Regions from separate parts of the Mus musculus genome. Here all the other regions are linked to region 3. The links are chromatin contacts, called in public Hi-C maps. All regions are on one chromosome and are shown on one strand. The core of a region is the stretch at or near the end of the contact, and the rest is flanking DNA. Distances in the headings are between cores, read along the strand shown. Region 1 has its middle 28 kb from the start of A930033H14Rik. Region 2 holds the start of A930033H14Rik (RIKEN cDNA A930033H14 gene). Region 3 has its middle 86 kb from the start of Gm32931.

What was found. Hi-C and Micro-C count contacts between places; a contact is called where the count stands out from the background.
Region 1: a Hi-C map of forebrain shows a contact between it and region 3, with 3 times the contacts expected there. The contact joins two enhancer-like sites. A contact is called at or near these places in 41 of 484 Hi-C or Micro-C datasets (the 3T3-L1 cell line, 3T3-L1-derived adipocytes, the AML12 cell line and 25 more) and 4 of 115 datasets of contacts at active chromatin or transcription factors (astrocytes, bone marrow-derived dendritic cells, embryonic fibroblasts and 1 more).
Region 2: a Hi-C map of cortical neurons shows a contact between it and region 3, with 2.4 times the contacts expected there. The contact joins the promoter of A930033H14Rik here to the enhancer-like site in region 3. A contact is called at or near these places in 3 of 39 promoter capture datasets (cancer-associated fibroblasts, embryonic stem cells and liver), 1 of 484 Hi-C or Micro-C datasets (cortical neurons), 6 of 115 datasets of contacts at active chromatin or transcription factors (cardiomyocytes, differentiating embryonic stem cells, forebrain and 3 more) and 3 of 9 other capture datasets (adipose tissue, embryonic stem cells and pancreatic islet).

What each region holds. Positions count from the first base shown.
Region 1 is chr10:69,183,213-69,187,643 of GRCm38.p6, reverse strand. It overlaps a transcript of Rhobtb1 not described here. Among named protein-coding and RNA genes, the nearest start is that of A930033H14Rik, 28 kb to the left of the region's middle. Within about 2 kb of position 1,578, at least 194 of the 459 cell types and tissues checked have an H3K27ac peak or open chromatin away from gene starts, as enhancers often do. A contact at or near this core is called in forebrain, where this site is marked.
Region 2 is chr10:69,210,631-69,215,360 of GRCm38.p6, reverse strand. It overlaps A930033H14Rik (RIKEN cDNA A930033H14 gene), which reads left to right and starts at 2,263. Exons shown (of 2, transcript NM_001331193.1): 1 at 2,263-2,608; 2 at 2,977-4,730. The coding sequence starts at 2,356. The coding sequence ends at 3,035. Rhobtb1 (Rho-related BTB domain containing 1) reads right to left here and starts at 2,167. Exons shown (of 11, transcript NM_001252637.1): 1 at 1,986-2,167; 2 at 9-59.
Region 3 is chr10:68,906,411-68,911,155 of GRCm38.p6, reverse strand. No RefSeq gene overlaps it. Among named protein-coding and RNA genes, the nearest start is that of Gm32931, 86 kb to the right of the region's middle. Within about 2 kb of position 1,800, at least 11 of the 459 cell types and tissues checked have an H3K27ac peak or open chromatin away from gene starts, as enhancers often do. A contact at or near this core is called in cortical neurons and forebrain, where this site is marked.

The DNA.
Region 1 (4,431 bases), core at 329-2,828, 280 kb before region 3:
ACCAGTTCAGATCTGACATCACGCAACCCTTTTGTAGCATATGTGTGGTTTCCTTCTTGCCCTTAATTTCACAGCAGGAAAAAGAATAAAGTCCGTTCAGCAAACAACTTAAACACAGCCAGAGAGATCCCGGAAGATAAATTCACAAGGATCATGGGAAGCTCTTGAGGTACCCTTGCAAACAAACAAACAAACAAACAACAAACAAACAAACAAAAAACCTGCCACCTTGTAAAAGTTGTGTCCTTTGAATAAAAATGTCTCTGAGCAGAAACGAAATATTTAAAGAACAGTGTTAAGACCTCAGCATCTGAAAATTGTACACTCAGGTTCTCGCCTTCATCTTTCTGGGATGCACCCTGTGCTGGTTTGCCACCACCACAACAGGAAGCCCTGTGCACTACCAGAATTGGATGCTGTTCGGAGCTGTGTCTCCCCAGATTGCCATGCTTTACATCGTAAAAGGAACATTTTAAAATTAACGTTGCCACTTACAATCTCCAAATCGAATAGCCATCCTCCGTATATCAAGTCAGTCTGCTACCCTTTCTAGACTAAGCCACCTACCCTTATTTCTTTGTCCTATTCCTTACTAAATCTACCATCAAACCAATTCTTCCATACGTAGTAACCTCAGAGTGAGAACAAGCATGGATAGAGACTTGGCAATGCCTGGAATAGTTTTGATTTCTCCATAAAGGGCAGAAGCTTTGACTTCTTGCTTTCAAGCATCTATATTCTCTACACGCCCACAGGCACAGGGTCACCTGAACCAGTGGCTCTCAGCCTTCGAATGCTGCGTGACCCTTCAATACAGTGCCTCATTTTGTGGTGACCTCCAACCATGAAATTATTTTCATTGCTACTTTGTAACTGTAATTTTGTTGCTGCTGTGGAATGTACCATAAATATCTGGGGTTTCTGATGGTCCTAGGCAACCTCAGTGAGAGGGTGGGAGACCCACAGGTTGAGAAGCACCGGCCTAGGCTATGTGTGTACAGGTCATATATAGAAAGACAAAATGTAAACCTCATATAATTCCATCCCAAACGTTGTGAAATGAACTCTTATTTTGTTTTCTCAGGTTTAGTGGGTTTTCTAGATAGACACAACGGGATAGAAATGATCACACCACTGACAACTTGAAGGAAGCAGTTGCAGGACCTAAGCAGTGGACAGACTGGCGCCAAAGGGTTAGATCCTGGCCTGTGTTTTGGGCCACTGCTGCCCTCTAGGGGACATGTGTGAAATGAGTCAAGTTTCTAGAAAAAAAAAAAAAAAAAAATCAAGACCGAAAATCATTCTATCCCGTCAGCTTTTATGAAAGAAGACAACTAAAAACTCATCAAAACAGGTTCGTGGATTATCTATACGAATGACACAGAAAACAATCCCACAATCCCTCCAGACACGCGCTTTCCCGGGCCATCTGACTGAGACTCACTCTTTGAGAGAAATGCCTTTTTTTTTTTTTTTTTTTTTTTTTTTTTTTTTTTTGTCAAGCCTGGTTCTCCGCAGTATTTTGAGCCTGTTATTTCTTGTCCTGCCAGGGAGCAGCTGCGGACTATGACTAATGTGTTACTCACTGTTTATACGTTCAGCTCTTAGCTTCCAGGGCCCCAGAAACCAGAAACTCCGGCTCCTTCCCTTTTTATGAAGTCAGTTCGTTCCGAGGAAAATATGCAAACATTTCACCAGTTGCCAAATTGATACTTATTTCTGGGCAAGGAGCGTCACTAATTTCACGCATAGGGAAAACATTAACTCATGGTGTTTTTTTTTTTTTTTTTTTAAACACTTGGAAAACTAGGGATACTATCTGCTCTTTTCTTCCTAGATTTCTTAATAATAATTAAAACTTCTATGTGTATGAGTATTTTGTCTCTATACAGCACTTCTATGCCTGGTGTCCCAGAGGACAGAAGAGGGCACTGGATCCCCTGGAACTGGAGTCATGGTTTGTGACCCACCATGTGGGTGCTGGAAACAGAAACCACGGGGCTTTCTGAGGGATCAAAAGGTGCTCTTCAGGCTAAGCTGCTTCTCCAGCCCCCCCTCCCCCAAATCTTGGCCTTAGCGGAGAGTTTAAATGACTCACAGAACTCAAACTTCCCTGTTTGGGGGATAATTTCATGACTTCAGGAAAAGCAGGCTTGTTTCAGTACATCTATCGCCCATCCATTAAGCATTTGCTGAGCTTGTCGTTGCTCAGCAAACACCATGTCAAGGGTGCCAAGCATGTAGGAGAACCCGAGCATACAGGAGAAAGAAGGTACCATTTAGGAAGCCTGGATCTTTGGTCTTTAAGTTGATTTGAAAGTAATAAACGGATTCAACAGAAACCACACTTTTTTTGAACCTTTGTGTTTTTCACAACACAACATTCAATGCTCTTTCGTAATGGCAGGCATCGGCAGTGTGGAGGCCAGTCAGTAGTGGGTAATGGCAGTCAAGCACTATGCTGCACAGTACCGAGTGGGTGTGGTGGTTTGAATATGCTTGGCCCATGGGAAGTGGCACTATGAGGAGGTGTGGCCTGGCTGGTGGAAGTACATCACTGTGTAGGTGGGCTTTGAGGTCTCCTAGCCTTCATGCTCCACTCAGTGCAGAAGAGACCCTACTCCTGGCTGCCTACAAAAGAATCCAGGGCTGCCTGCTGATCAGATAGAGATGTAGAACTCCCGGCTCCCCCAGCACCATGTCTACCTGGATGCTGCCATGCTTCCACAGTGATGATAATGGGCTGAACCTCTAAAACCATAAGCCAGCCCCAGTTAAATATTTGCCTTTGTAAGGGCTGCCTTGATCATATGTCTCTTAACCGCAATAAAACCCAAACTAAGACCGTTGGGAAGCCGTGAGATTCAAGTGTGTTCGCATGCATGTGTGCTGATGGAGGCCCTGGATTATTATGGGGTGTCTTCTGCCATGGCTCTCCACCTTGTTTTTTGAGACAGGGTTTCTCACTGCACTTGAAGTTCGGTGCTCTAGGCTAGGCTGTCTGGCCATGAAGCCCCATCTCTTCAGCGCTAGGAAAAACAGGCACCGTAGTCATGCCTGGATTTTGCATAGGTATTGGGAGCTGAACTTGGTAAGCATTTTACTGAGCCATCTCCTTATCTTTAAATGCACTTGGACCTACATTATTTTCAACTTAAGCCAAGGGCATCACATTTTACTCCTGTACATTTCATGGGATCCAGTAAGTATTGTTGAAACAACTTGTTTTACGTCTATAATCTACTCGGCTTCAAGAATTCTGAGAATAAATACAATTGTGGGACTGGAGAGATGGCTCAGTGGTTAAGAGCACTGACTGCTCTTCCAGAGGTCCTGAGTTCAATTTCCAACAACCTTATGGTGTCTCACAACCATCTGTAATGGGACCTGATGCCCTTTTCTGGTGTGTCTGAAGAGAGCTACAGTGTACTCATGTAAAGTAAGTAAATAAATAAATAAATAAATCTCTAAAAAAAAATACAATTGCTTTTTTTTTTTTTTTTGTACTGCTAGGATCCAGAATGATTGATTCTTTGTTATCTATTAGTAGTCCTTTTGGTGAGTATTATTATCCCAGGTTTATAGATGATGAACAGCATGACTGACTTAGGGAGGATTATTACTACTGTGATAAAACACTCCGGGAGGACAGGGCTCATTTGACTTCCAAATCACAATTCATCATCATAGGCAGTCAGGACAGGAACTCAAACAGGACAGGAACCTGGAGGCAGGAGCTGATGCAGAAGCCATGGAGGGATGCTGCTTTCTGGCTTGCTCCCCATGGCTTGGTCAGCCTTCTTTCCTATAGGACCCAGGCCCAGGGATGGCACCACCCACAATGGCTCCAGCCCTTCCCGTTTATTGCTAATCAAGAACATGCCTTGCATGCCTGCCTACAACCCAATCTGTGGAGGGAGGCATTTTTGCAACTGAGGCTCTCTCCTCTCTGATGACTTTAGTTTGTGACAAGTTGAAATAAAACTAGCCCAAACAACTGGCTCCTTGTCAATTTGACACTTATAAGCACATCGCCTTACAGTTAGAACCTTTCCTTTCTCATGTATCCCCAAGATGGTACGGTAATGTTGACATCCCATAAATAACTTTAAAGATTCCCACAGAATTTTTACAAATTCAAACATTTTAGAGCTTCAGTCTCTTTAAAATGTCCAATCTCTCTAAAAATTCAACAGTTTCTTTTAAAATCTCAGCTGTGGGCTCCCGTAAAAAATCAAAATTAAATACTGCGTTAGTCAGGGTTCTCTAGAGTCACAGAACTTATGGAACGTCTCCATATATTAAGAGAATTTATTGGAATGACTTACAGTCTGCAGTCCAACTAGCCCAACAATGGGCAGCGGTGAATGGGAAGTCCAAGGATCTCGTAGCTGCTCAGTCTGTGAGGTTAGGTGCTTCAGCTGCTCTTCT
Region 2 (4,730 bases), core at 1,014-3,513, 300 kb before region 3:
CTACTGACCTCGCTCCCGGGAAGTGAAGAACAGGAGTTCCTGCGCACAGCTGGTCTTACCTAGAGAATAGAGAGAAATACTGTTAAAATCCCTCTGCCTGCCACCAGCCCACAGGAACTCTTTTTTTTTCTCTAACATACTTTGTATCTTTCTCCACAGGCGAGGATGGGCAGAGTCTGACTAACTTTGGTTTATGCTCTGTGTACACTGGTATTTCTTTGGGTCAAGTATCTCCTGAAATAGCTATGTTAGCATTTTATAGCATTCGAAGAAGTATATTTCTGAGCATTTGGGGATGATACAGAAAAAGCACTTAGCCACAAATGGATGGTAAGCACAGTGAAAACTCACTGGTTTTCTCAAATAGACAAGGGAGTGGGAGATTTTCTTAAAAAAAATTGTCATTTTAAAACACCATCTTAACCCCAACACAATGAATTCTGGTTTCTTCTGTTATTATTATTATTATTAATTATTTTCTTTTTCTGTAGAAGTAATAAGTCGGTAACATCAACCAGGCTACTTGTGTGCATCCTTGTGAGCATACATAACCCTGTACCTTGGGATGCCCGTGACCTTCACAACTTTGGAACATAGAGACTGTTGATAGAGATGGGCTAAAGCCTCCCACCATGGGAAGGAATGGATCAAACCCAGACCCCCATTGATTTTCAAATATGATCCAGGAGTCTCATCAAGAATCTTGTTTAATATGATAATTGACTGCTTGCTTCCCCTGTGGGGACAACACTCAGATGTTACTGACAGTCCAAAGATTGAGTTTGTCTAATGGGAACCACTGGTTCTCATAGGCGTCCCAAAGATCACTGAAGATGAAATAATACACTGAGTCTCAAAAGAGTGTTTAAAAGTGAACTTATGAGCCTGTTGGTGGCTTATTATCTGCCCTTGGCCAAGCTGAATGCCTCTGGAAGCATGGCATGGTTTGGAGTCTCTTGTATGTTTTTATGGCAGGTAGCACAACCTACAGAGAACCTCATGCTGAAACCCCAGGCTGAGTATTCAGTAGTTTCCCCAAAAGCACAGACCAGGGAGATTCAGTCAGGATGTCTCCTCTGCTTGCTACTATCTAGCGTTTCCCAGCTTTCTGTAACTTATCAAGCTTAATGCATGCCTCCACCCCCAATGCCCCAGCATATGTGTACAGGCAGTCCCAAAGGCGCAGCTCTTGTGCTGACGTGCAAAGCCAACTCAGAACCCTGTGCTTGGCTCTCCCTCCTAACTTTTCTGGCTTGTCTGAGTCTAAATATTGACTTTGCTCCTCCGTTGAGTAGTTTGATATGGGATGGAAACCCCACGGCCAACAGTGGAATCAAATGTTATATATACATTTTTTACACAGTCTTGCCTTCCTTCCACTTTTTTGGGGGTGGGTGTGAGTGTGGATCTCTTCTGTGTCTCTCCCCCTACCCCCTGGCTGTGAACCTAGCTGAACACTTAAGTTGAGGTGTGTGCAAGCCCCTCACAAGGCAGCGTGTATTGTTGGCACAGCAACTCACAACAGACTCCCTAGACACAGGGCTAGGGGGGAGGGGAGGGAGAGGGGCGTCATCGTGCATCCAAAGACACTGCTTGGGGCAGGGCAAACACCCAAGGGCTCAGAGCACCCTGCTTCTCGCGTCCCAAGTTCCCCACCAGAGTCCTTCGAGGAAAAGGCGCCTTTCCCCGGGGGCGCGGCAGCACCCGGCCCTGGTGCAACCGGACTGCTAAGGTGCCTGTTGTACGTGTTGTCTGCCGCTACAAGTTAGGGGTGCGGCCGGGGCGGGTGCTCTTCCACATCTCTTCAGCTCACTCCTCTGGGAGGGGACTGTCCCCCCGCATCCCTTCAGCTCACTCTCGCAAACGTTGCTGGGGGAGGGTGGGAACATGGGCCGGGGTCCCCACCTGCCACCCGCGAGGCAATCGGGAGCTGGTGAGGGTGCTCCGCTGCTCACTGGGACACTCAGCACGACACAGCCACCTACCCTGCAGCCGAGCGAGACCTGGCTCCCTCCGCCGCTCAGCAGCGGCCCCCGCCGCGCGCGCTCGCGGGGACGCCGGGACCCTGCGCACCGCGCGCCACCCGCCCGGCGTGGCACAAAGGCAGCATGGCCCAGCCGCACCCGGCCGCGTCCGCGTCCCGGCGCAGGCCACGGGACTCGTCCCCAGGTCGCTGTCGCCGCCAGCCCTGCCCTCCTCCCGCCCCCTTTCCTGGCCAGGCGGGGCACCGGGCGGAACCCTGCGCCCGGGCACGGAGCGAGCAAAGCGGTGGCGGCCTCCGATCGCTCTCTCTCTCTCCACCGTGACGTGAGCAGCCTTGGCGGCTATTTATAACCACACGATTGGATTTCATTCATGAAACCAGGGCCTGGTGTGTCTGAGCTGTGGGACGCGAGGTGGCGAAGGTGCTGCGGCTGCACGCACACCGGAGGGGCCTGGGCTCCAGGGCCGGGATCAGCGTGCGTCCCGCTACCCCGGGGACCCGGCCTTAAGCCAAGCGGAGATCAGAGCAGGGCAGGGTGTGTGCGAGCTGTCCCCGCGCCCCCTCCCCGCAGCATCCCACCCACTCCCGAACATCCGCTGGCCCTCAGTCCTGGGCTCAGGAAAAGTAAGTTGGGCCACTAACCGGCTGGGCAGCATAGCTTTCTTCCCCCTAGGAACTGACCGGCCGCGGACTCCGAGGGAGGACATTGGCTTTTGTTTCAAAACCGAGCCCAGCTGCTGACTAAGCGCTGCGCTGGCCCAGCCTCCTCCCCTGGGCGCTGCACGTGCGGGCTGGCTCTCCCCCTCCTGGTCACCTTCCCCTGCACCGGGCTCAAGGGGTCCCGGCAGGGGGCGGGGGGGGGGGACGCCCAGCTTTTCCCCCCACCCGGTCCTCCCCACCCCCACCTCCCACCCCGAAATCAGCTGTTTTAGAGAGGCTGGGGGGCGGGGGGGGGGAGCTGAAACTGATTTCGGCCTCTTCTGGGTCTGCAGGAAATCTTGGAAGGGAAAACCAGTTTCGGGGACACTGTGGACTTTCAAGCCGATTGTGAGTTCTGGGGGCAGAGTTCTGGTTACTTTTCACGGATCCGCAGAAGAACTGCCTAGGTGCCTAGGGGTGTCTGGCATCACGCGATGCTCTAAGGAGGTGACAGGGAACTGCAACTAACTTGGCTCCTGTCCGCAGGGAACTTTCAGTCCGCCTTCTCAACTGCCTGTTAGACTGGGCTGTGTAATCCGCTCACTCTAGTCCTGCAACGAGACGAGACAGCTGGCGGATTAGGATGTGAATGCCTTCAACTAGGGATGTGCTACGTTTATAAAACCCTTCTAAAGGCTGACATGGAGCACACAAAAAATGGCCACGCTACATCCTTGGCCTCCATCAGTTCTTAGCTAAGGCCTTGCCAGCATCTCGAAAGGGTGGGAAAGATAGATAGCCGTATTTTACTGTGAGGACGGTTACTTAGGGCTATCCTTCAACTTCCCTTAAAAAAATGAATAGCAAACAAAACCCTCTCTCACAGTAACGCCTCCGTCCCTCCTTTTCAGGAAACCACATTTGGTTTTCTTAGATGGACTTCTCTTCCTCCCCAGGATCTCTGGTTTCCAGTCTCTTTGGCAATTTCCTGCCCCTCCCTTAGATCCTCCCATAGCTGGTCTCCAACTCTCGCTATGTTGCCAAGGCTGGCCTTGAACTCCTGCAACCTCGGCCTTGCAGGTTTGTACCACCAACAGGCTAAGCAAACGAAATGTTTTTAAATAAGAAAATGTTGTGCAGGCAACCTGCGGTATTTAAGCAATCCTTAATGTACTGTTGTGGTTGGAGATGGGGTCATCAAGGCCATAACCTTTTGATGCTAGCAAGAGAAGGAAGGAAGAAGTCAAATTCCCGTGTCTGAGGAGTTCAAGGTGGATCGTGACTGAATATGGTCATTTGCTTGGCAAGGGGTAGACTCCCCTCAGCCTGCTTTAAAAGGACACCATGTTGAAAGACTCAATCAATAGATACTCTCTCCAGGAATATATTAGGGAAAGTTAATTAACCCCGTTGTTGCTAACTAGCTACTTCTCGGCAAGTCAGTTCTTTTCAAACTACCTTGGGGCACCGAGGAATAGAACAGTAACTAAGAAATGGGAACTTAGAAACTAAGAAATATGTATTGTGGCCCCAAGTGCAGCGGGGAATGGCTTTCCTCTCTTTTTTTTCCTTAAGATTATTATACCACCACAACTGATGAGGCAGGCCATTGGAACCATTTTACAGATGGGGTAACTGAGGCAAGGGCAATTTGCATTTTTTCAGTATTGTTAGTGGTTGACTTTTGTGCCCCAGGGTCATCGAGGGCTGGCTTTATTTTATCACTAACCTTTGTTGTAACATCCGGTCCCCTTCAGGTGTCTTTCACTTCCTCAGTCACACATTCAAAAGATGAACCTGCCATAACTTTCGAAAAATGCCAGGCATAATGGCATGCCCCTGTGGTTCCCCCACACTGCCAGAGGTAGAGACAGCAGGATGCCTGGGGCTCACTGGTTCTAAAGCCTCTCTGATTCAGTGGCCCCTAGTTCCTGTGGGGGAGGGGGGAAGGGACAGATCCTAAGGAACAACCCCAAGGTTGACCTCTGAACTCCACAAGTACGTGCACAGGCGAGTGCCACCCTTTACCACCCCTCCCCCCACATGGCAGCATATGCACACACCTGCACATATTTCTGAAGCATCAGAGAGGTTGTAAGAGTAGAAA
Region 3 (4,745 bases), core at 551-3,050:
GGGGTGACCAGAGTTTGGGGTTGAATTACGGTTTGGAGAGCTAAGGCCACTAGATAATAAGAAAACACACCAGAGGTATACTGAAAAGGTTTGTCCTGGAGGACAGCTTGGGGACCTGCCTGCCTAGATAGAAGCCACCCAAGGGGAAGGATGAGATCTTAAGGAGCTGAGTGTTCAACAGTCAGGATTACAAAGAGACAAGTGCAGGCTACAAATGAGAGCACATCTTTCTGCGTTGGTGGTCAGAAGTTTCTGGAAAGCAACTTTAAGGCAGTGGAAGAGGTTGCAATAGACGCTGGGAAGCCTTCTCCTGAGGTTTAGTAGAGGTGATGAGAATGCCACATGGGGGATAGTTCAGGTAGAGCGGGAAACAGTAACCATACCTGGGAAAGAGAGGGTGACAGGAAAGTACCTTTTGTTTTTGTTTGTTTGTTTGTTTTTGTTTGTTTGTTTGTTTTTAAAAAGGATCTAGAACTAAGAGACAGGCCCTCAAAAGACTTCTTTACTCTGATAGATGACTTTGTCCCTGCAGCCATCTCTGGCCACTTTCTGTAGGTGAGTGACACATTTGCTCCCTCTAGGATGAGCAATACACTGTGTGTGTGTGTGCATGTGCGTGTGTGTAATATGACTTGCTTGGGTGTAAATGAACTAGCAACTTATGCTGGGCACTTCTGAGGAGCTGTTGAGTATCTACAATTGGTTTTCTTCCTGCATCCAGAATTTGCAAAAGGGTTTCCCTGGCATCATGAATGTCAGCTCACCTGGATAGTGGTATACACACACACACACACACACACACACACACACACATACATACATACATACATAATATCTGGAAAGCAACTTCATATTTTCCATACACTTACATATATACATACACATTACATGTACATATACATGTATGTGTATAAATATATGTGTATACATGTATATATATCACTCTATATGTATATACATTACCCTACACACACATACATATATATACACATGTATATATACAGACACAGATATACATATACATAAAGATATCCATCCTGATCTACTCTTCCTACAATTTTCGACCCCCCAGATATTACTGGCTTCAGTCTCACACATGTTCCCTCATCTGAAAAGCAAAGGTGGCAATGTTCAGAGAGCCCTTGAAAGACACAGATTCACATGTGTTGAATCTTTCTCCTGAGAGTAGAAACATGACTCTTGTTTGATACTGTGAAGCTCACAGCTGTTCCTCTCTGAGAAGACATTAAGGGATATCTAAATACATAATTTGTATTTCATACAGCTAAGTTGTCTGTCTCAGGCACTGTGAATCTTTAACTATTTTAAATCAAGATTGAAATAGGCTTTCAAATATCTAGGAAGCTTTGCCCTTAAGTAAAAGGACCTTGAGACAAAAAAAAAATCCATTTGCATAATGCTTTTAATTTTTTCAAAGCCTCTTTCAAATCTATTATTTTACTTGATCCTCACAACAGCTCTGTGAAACCATTCACTTTAAAGACACAGACTTGAAAGCAGAGAACATTTAAAACAGTTCAAAAAAAAAAATCCGTGGTAAAAAAAAAAAATCACAAAGAAATTCCCAGAGCATCCATATCATGGCTCTAACCTAAACTGTATTTACTGCAAATTGTATTGACTCGAGAGATGGCAGCGTGTAAATAGTTTCTCTTCTCCAAACCACATTCAAACTGCAGTTGTTATGAATACAAAAGAGCTTTTCTGAGGAGGAAAAGAACTAGAATCTCGCTGCATTAAGAGAGCGGGCTGGTATGTGGATGAGTAGTCAGCCTGGAAGTGGAAGGTTTCTGCATGACGAGCTTCGCCCTGCCTGCCTGCACTGGGGGATGGATTTACATATATTGACTCCATCCAGCGTATGAATAACGATCAATTTTCTTGATCTAGTCTATTCTGTCAATCTGTGCTCTCGCTAGCAAATGAGGAGATGTTGCTGTCAGCCAGAAATAGAGTTTCCTGGGCTTATGTGTGCTTTTAAGAGCTCTTTTCTACTTAATTAAAAGATACATACGGTGATTGACAGAGAACAGCAGGCTACTCGGAGCTACAAAATTTGCTACATATATATAGATGGGTTCCTGGAAGCAGAATCATGAACGATGCCTGAATGCTTGTAAAGGCAGACATTACCAAGTACAGTCAACTTCAAATGTCAGTTTTATTAATTGCAGAATAAAATCAAATGAATAAATACAATTTGTCAGATGTGGCCAGTAAAAGCATCCTCTCTCAGGAGCTGCAAATTACTCCAGGTAACAATATGCAAACGTGCCAGAAAAAAAATGAAGAAAAACGCTAGTTTTTGGTTCAACATATTAACACGTCTTTGCAGCTTCGGTCATCCCTGCCTCTAAGCAGTACTGGAGTTGGACATGGGGTCAGATAATGCAAGTAAGTAATGCATTCTCACCATGGGTAGCAGGAGAACCCTAAACATCTGCCAACTTGTCAACCCCATCAAATTCCCTTTGCCTCAGATGTGTTGGTGAACAGTGGACCCAGGACACTCCTAGATTAAATATATATATATATATATATATATATATATATATATATATATATATATATATATTTTTTTTTTTTTTTTTTTTGTAGAGCTACACGAGACAGGTAATTAACCGAATGCAACCACTAGGGGGCGCATTGATGCAGTTTTACAGCTCCCTTTTCTTGCTTTCAAGCATTTGGGTGAACAGAGATGCTGAATCTGTGCGAATGGGATGTATACAGTCATCTCTCGGTACCCATGCAGACTGATTTCAGGGCACATGCATAGCTGTATTAGAGGATGCTACAGTCTTGTATAGGCAGTGGTAAGGGTTTGTGTATAACCTGTACACATTATTCCTTATACTGCAAGGATGTGTGTGTGTGTGTGTGTGTGTGTGTGTGTGTGTGTGTGCGCGCGCGCGCGTGCATGTGTGTGTGTTCATAGATATCACATGTGTGCATGTATGTGTAAAGTCCAAAACAGGGTGACGGATTCCCTGGACCTGGAGTCGTGATCTTTCTGATATGGGTTCCAGGAATGAAACTTGGCTCCTCAACATCTCTTAGCCACTGAACCATCTCTCCAGACCCCTTTGCCGCATTTTAAATCGTCTCTAGACAACGAGTAACATACAAAGTCATGAGGCTACTGTTTAAATAATTGTTAAACTGTATTGTTACAGGAACAATGACAAAAATCTGCATAATTAAATCAGTGTAATTAAAAAATATTTTCAACCTCTCGCTGGTTGAATTAGCAGACATATGCAGACCTAAGGCTGTAGACTAGAAAGAACCTTTTGCCAGAGTATCCCTCGGTGAGTAATCCGGTGTTCACAGAACTTCTCATCTATAACTTGGAGAGGGAGCAATAGATTGATCATCTTCATACAGGAGTTAGAGTATCTTCAACCACAACCATTGGCCCAAGGCTGAAGGTTTCCAAGAACCATCTGTGTGTACATCTTAGTAATTTTCTAGAAGTCACAGAAAGCCACCAGGTTTTCAATAAGAATTTGTTTAAAGCAGGGCTGAAAAGAATTTTAAAAATTATGCAACGGGATGATCTTAAATATTCTCTACCAAGCCAACAATGTAGGGATCAACCTGGGCGCAGCCCAGCCTCCTGTCTTGGGCGTTGGTGACTGAGAATTATGTCATTATCCCGAAGCCCAGGGATGGAGTCTGGCTGAGTCACCTCCATTCTCTAGCAGGTCTTTCTCATTTGTCTTGTCTGACACTGCTCGTCTTTCATTTGGCTTGCTCACAGGCAGAGTCTGGCACTTAGGATGGAATGAAATAAATGGATATTGAATGGTTGTGGCGGTTTAAAAATGCTTCACCCACGGGAAGGGGCATTGTTTGGAGGTGTGGCCTTGGAGGAAGTATGTCACTCTGTAGGCAGGATTTTCAGGGCTCCTGGTGCGCAAGCTCCACCCAGTGCCAAAGAGACCCTCCTCTTGACTGCTATGGAAGCGAGTCTCCTCCTGGTTACCTTTGAATCAAGTTGTAGAACTCTCAGCTCCTCCAGCACTATGTCGGCCTGCATATTTCCATGCTTCCCGCCATGATGATAATGAACTGAACCTCTGAACCTGTAAGCCAGCCCCACGTAAATGCTGCCCTTTATAAGATTCATTCGCCTTGGTCATGGTGTCTGTTCACAGCAATAGAAACCCTAACTAAGACAGCGGTGATCAGGTCTCTGCTTGATTCATACTTCTAGATTTTAGTCAACAAACTGGTGGGAATTCCTTCCTCCCCTCCCCCACCCCCATGCGCACAAACGAGTGTTGCATCAGAAAGGGCAAGCGTTCGTCCAAGAACCACCCTGACATGGATTCAAAAATGAGTCAAAGCATCTGCTCCTCAGAACCAGGAAGTCAAAGTTGACCCAGACTCCGGTTTATTCCTTTCTCATCAGGTTTGGGAATGGGGTGAAGCATCCCCGGGGTGATCTTTGGGAAAAATGCATCTCCGTTCCCACTTCTGCCTCGGTGGCCACCACCTGGACGCCTGGTGAGAAATTCTCACTCTAGCATTTGTCCTCTGGAGCCTGGGGGGACAGGTGTGTAAAAGAGATCAGCTCAGTCAAACCATGAGAGACCACGACTGTGGGAACCGAGATGGTCCAGCGTGGGGCGCGCAGTCCAGCATGGGTCACTCGCGCTCTGATGAGAAGCTGCATCCGAAAAGGACTCTGTTGTCGTTGTGAGACGTGATGACACACC